Regions from separate parts of the Danio rerio genome. Here region 1 is linked to region 2. The links are chromatin contacts, called in public Micro-C maps. All regions are on one chromosome and are shown on one strand. The core of a region is the stretch at or near the end of the contact, and the rest is flanking DNA. Distances in the headings are between cores, read along the strand shown. Region 1 overlaps epb41a (erythrocyte membrane protein band 4.1a). Region 2 holds the start of tmem200b (transmembrane protein 200B).

Region 1 (2,700 bases), core at 40-2,539, 350 kb after region 2:
TCCCAACCCAAATTGATTATTTTGCACATTTAAGTGGATTAAAGATGAAACAATTAAGTTGTTCTAAAAAAAATTTTGTTTCAACTCATTTTAAATAAGTAGTTTGAACAAGCAGCTAATGTATTTTTTGAGTAAACCATACATCATCAGAAATCTCTTTAGTCAGGTTTCAGAAGATGTAAAAAATCCCAATTTCAAAATATTGTTACTTTTGACTGTTTTGTGATCTAGGATCACACTTGTGCTTTTGTATCATAACACAACCATCTGTAATCTTAAAAATGACACTGATGATATAAATAGCTAAAGAGTTTATGTCACAAATGATTTTGTTAATTTAAATAAAACAAGCTGAAATACCATCAGCCGACCAAGGTTACATTTAACAAATTCTTTATTCATTAAATAAGAAAGAAAGAAAGAAAGAAAGAAAGAAAGAAAGAAAGAAAGAAAGAAAGAAAGAAAGAAAGAGAGTAACTTCAGATCTTTTTAATTTGAGGTTTTAATCTAATTATCCTTCCCCCAACAAACAGTTAACGTTAATTTACAGCCGCAGATTCACAACAAGCTTCAGTAATAAACACCGAGGCATAATATATCATGGTTTACAGTAAATATACCTGCCTCTCAAGTAAACATGCGCTTTATTTTGATTCAGCCTAACGGAACAATTTCCCACGACACAACTGAACGGACATAATAAACTCCACAGATATGATCTCTTTCGCGACAGTTATTGAATTCTTTTAAATCAAGCACATGACAAGAAAGCACTGAGTTGACTAGTGAGTCTCTTTAACTAACCAGTCTGAATGAAAAAGGCACTCGCCAACAGTGCACCTATAACAATACAATAAATCAAAGCGCGCTCAAAACGACAATAACTTTAAAGCTTTCGTAGTTTCTCAAAGAAGCTGTCGATCAGAATACTTTGATATCGAGAGTCATAATGTGGGAGCAGGTGCGCGTGAATGGGAATGTCTGAAAATGGCGCCGAATGTGAAAAAAATGTCAACAGATTCCCGTCCTCGCGAGCATCACACAATACACAAGCCAGCAGCAAGATCCCCCTCTTACCTTTCCCTTTAATTCATCAACGGGTAGAAATAGTCCACTGTAAAATATCCTGAAAGGGGTTTTCCGCAGATTTCACCCAGGCAATCCCATGTACAAAATTATCCAACCTTTTTTAAAACGGTGTTTAGATTCTAGTAAAAAGGGGGAGCTTTCTATGCAATGAGGCAAGCGTATTTGTGAAAGCCACCAATAGGAGACGAGCAGAGGTGGGAATCCGCCAATCATACACGAGATCACTGAGCTTCGGTCCCTGGCGCTAGGCTGCAGCAGCATCGTAACCAAGGAGACTTAGAAACGGGATCAACTGGATTCGTTTTGTAACTGTTTCATTTTAGCTGCTACTTTGTGTTTAGAACAGGAAAATGTGCTTTTGTTTTAACTTTTTACAGATGTGTTTCCCATACATCAGGTGTCATATTTCGATTTGATAAAGCCACGGACCCAAAATGTAATGTTTGGACCCAAATGTACTGCACGTTGTCCTCATCCTTAAATCAACATCACCCGGTTTAGTTCACCTTGTTAAAAGTCACTGTGGATTTAACCCAAGGAGCTCATTCAGTGAATATTCATTCCCCTTTGCTTTTACAAGATGTTAGTCTGTTAGATAAGAAATGTAAGGTTTGTGCTTTAAATCTTTCAACTTAAAAGGACAATTTCTTCAAGAGGAAAGTTTTACTGCAGGTCCTTGGTTGAGGATATAGACTGGAATAGAACTTGGCTTTTACCTGGGAAATTTTTCATTTCATTCATTCATTCATTTTCTTTTCGGCTTAATCCCTTTATTAGTCTGGGGTCGCCACAATAGAATGAACCGACAACTTATCCAGTATGTTTTATGCAGTGGATCCCCTCCCGCTGCAACCACTGGGAAACATCCATACAAAGTCATACACACTCACACACTACGGAAGAATTAGCCTACCCAATTCACTTACACCACATCTTTTTGGACTTATGGGGGAAACCGGAGCACCCATAGAAAACCCATGCTAACACAGGGAGAACATGCAAACTCCACACAGAAATGCCAACTGAACTGACCCAGCTGGGGCTCGAACCAGCCACCTTCTTGCTGTGAGGCAATTGCGCTACCCACTGCGCCACCATGCTGCTCAATATTGCATTTCCAACAAGGCAAAAGATATACATTTAAAAATTTTACATAAAATGTATCTGCTAAATTCTAATGTTTCTAAATGTTTGGACATCGACAGCTCCTGCCCGTCCTGCAAACAAGCACAGGAGACACGTATTTTGATGGTCTAATCTCCAAGCAATCTTGGTCACTCCAAAGATCTCATACATTTGATTCTGCCAATCTAGTGAATCCAAAAGATAAACCCCTGAACACATCATAGACATTATTGATCTTTTATGGCAAATTCACTCACCAACAGAAATTCGCAAATAATTACAAAATCCTTTGCTTATTTAAGAAAGGAACTTAACTCCCTCCAAAAAACACTTCACCGTATTAAGACTATAAAAAACTAATATTCCTTAAATATTATGCAGTATTTAAAGAAGATCCTCCATTTTAGTTGCTTTTCTTATGGTTATTTGTTTAAGAGTAACTGCAATTTAGTATTTCAGGCATTATTATTTTCTTATTAATAATAC
Region 2 (2,700 bases), core at 102-2,601:
AAACAAGAATATGTCTTAAATGTTTTTTTTTTTTTACCCCTTTAAATCTTTTTGTCACAATTGTGATAGATGTATGCTTAAAACAAAACACAGTTATCAACTGATAGGGGTAAGAAAATAAATAGAATTCAAGATATATTGTCTGAAAACAAGTCTGAATGTTACATTTGAGAAGCAAAATGGTGTATCTTGTTTTTAGATATTTTGTCCTCGGAAAAAGACAAGAATAGACTGAAAATTATGTTTTGCAGTCAGTGTCTAAATGTTGTTCTGCCCTTCATTTCTTTTTTTGAAGCTACTTTTTTGTAGTTTTGTTTTATCCTTTGTTGTCAAATAGACAAGCTAGTTATTAGGGAAATTGCCTGCTTATTCACAGTTATTATTTTCTGAAATTGTTAACCTTATGTTTTATTTTAGTAGTGTTTTTCTTTGGAAATTGCTTGCATATGTTTTATTCATAAAGACCGAGCCCTCAGTAGGTGTCCTAACCCTTTGCATTGTATACTTTAGACCTGTACCATAATTGTTGTTATGCTGGGGCAGAGTTTATGGTCTTTTTAAATTCAGTTTCTCCATGCAAAACAATAAAAACTGCCTCACAATGCTTGTGTCCATTCTGTTCATTTCCAAGGGTGTTTTGTGATGGCCTTCCTTGTATTGCAAAGTCAAAACCACAACTGATCTTTGGCCATTTTATGAAACAAAAGTTTTTAGTTTTTATTTCAAAACTTTTACTTTATTGGAATTGTATAAATCTCTTTTAGGGTTTAACACTTGCCATTTGAATGCAGACTGAAGTCTTGCAAAAACACAATGTAAAGAAGTTGTCATTTATAAGAATGTGTCGATAACTCCATTTTGATAAAAATGTCGGATAGAACCTTATAATTCTATGGTGACGATTTGTAAATGAAAACAACCTCCTGTTTAAAAAAAACGTGTGCCCCAAAGAGTTGAAGATATAGCTTTGAATAAAAATAATACGTTAGTAACTTGTAATTATTTAAAGTATTTTTTCGTTTAACTTTTTAAGTTTCCATGTAGAAAAAAATCCACAAGATGTCGCCAACATTTAGATAAAAGAAAAGCGTGTCCAGTACTTGCTGGCTACTTTCATCTATGTGCCTGATTTTCCATGATTTCGTTTCTTTTCTTACATTTTACGTTACAACCCGTTTGATGTAGGTAATCACTAATATATTGGGAAGATTTACTCTTCAGAACCCCAAAGGGAGAAAATGTAGCCTGTTGAATGTACGCGTTATGGGTCCTGTCTGAGTGTATTGAAAGCAAACTGAAGTCTGGCCACTCTATCGAGTCAGAAAAAGACACGACGAAGGAGGCGCTCTCCACACTTCACTGAGGGAGAACACGAAATGTGGACACTGGTTAAGGGACACACGGTGACTACTGATGATGGAGAGCCATTTACCTTATCTGCCTTTAGAAAGTCAGTTATTTTAACCCTTCAGTGTCCTCCTTTGGACAGGAAAAGCTATCATGGGAGACGCGCGGCACTTCGCACGCGTCTGGATTGATGGAGAACCGGAAAACTTCGCAGTGGACGAAGAACATCACGAACATGCGTGTCCAGCGCGGTAGAACGATGAAACGAGGACCAAATACACTGTAACAAAGGCAAGTAAAGGCAATGTTTTGTGACTGAGGCGCATTTAACCCATTTCTTCATAGTACCACCAAAGCGGCAATATCAATACAGCAACTGACCTTATTAGAGGTCGATACATTTCAAATGTTACAGATTAAGTCTAATCTTAAGTTTACATGCAATGTTTCCTTCATCATGTATGTCTTTTTGATTCCATGTGATATGCTAAGAGAAGTATCTATTAGAATGAAGGTATTTGAGATTGAGCCCACTGTTTAGACCAAAAAAAAAAAAAAAACACGTCTTAATATCTTTAGACATATTAGCACAAACCGAACAATTTCTGAGTAGCTTCCTAAATATTTCTTTAGTGATAATTGCATACAATGAAATACAAATAACGTTAGATGATTTCTGGTGTGTTTACAGTTTAAAGTGATTTATTTTATTTTATATAAGACATGCACAAATGAATTGGATATTGAAAAAAAGTAAAAGCAGGGGGAAGTTCTCTTTTATTATTATTATTATTATTATTTATTTATTTTTATGATGTACTGTACAAGCAAGTATTCAACAATGTCAGTAATGCCTGAAATATTTTACTGTTCAGACATGATGAATGTACTGTATGTGACTCATGTTAGAATCCACAGGAAGGGTTTTAACAAGAGACGACTTGGGTGCTTAAAAGATTGTCTCTACAAATAATCAAACAATAATTTGAAGCATTCAACAGAGTTTGGATTCAACGATTGATCTACATCTGCTGTTTATATTTTATACTCTTGTATAATTAATCTCACTCATTTGGAAACCAGAGTGAACAGCCATTAAAAGTAAAGCTGAACTTGGTAATGGAAAAAAGCGGTCTGGAATTCATCAGTCAAGTCTTTTGATGAATCAGTCCAAACATATGCTCCTAGATGCATAGTGCTTATACATTGTTTTTCTATGTGGACCTCATTGTCATTATGAAACCTGAAATTTGCAAAGCTGTTTAATGGATACACTGTTGGATAAAGTGCATTATGATGCAGCCTTTGATTAAAAAGAGATTTAATGCATATATATATATATATATATATATA

The links. Hi-C and Micro-C count contacts between places; a contact is called where the count stands out from the background.
Region 1: a contact with region 2 is called in a Micro-C map of caudal fin, with 3 times the contacts expected there. The contact joins the enhancer-like site here to the promoter of tmem200b in region 2. A contact is called at or near these places in 2 of 18 Hi-C or Micro-C datasets (caudal fin and an unstated tissue).

Annotation. Positions count from the first base shown.
Region 1 is chr19:14,913,747-14,916,446 of GRCz12tu, forward strand. All of the region lies in intron 2 of epb41a (erythrocyte membrane protein band 4.1a), which reads right to left. Among named protein-coding and RNA genes, the nearest start is that of epb41a, 24 kb to the right of the region's middle. Within about 2 kb of position 1,290, at least 44 of the 62 cell types and tissues checked have an H3K27ac peak or open chromatin away from gene starts, as enhancers often do.
Region 2 is chr19:14,560,078-14,562,777 of GRCz12tu, forward strand. It overlaps tmem200b (transmembrane protein 200B), which reads left to right and starts at 1,352. Exons shown (of 4, transcript XM_073931602.1): 1 at 1,352-1,403; 2 at 1,490-1,638. It overlaps srsf4 (serine and arginine rich splicing factor 4), which reads left to right. Exons shown (of 6, transcript NM_199574.1): 6 at 1-602.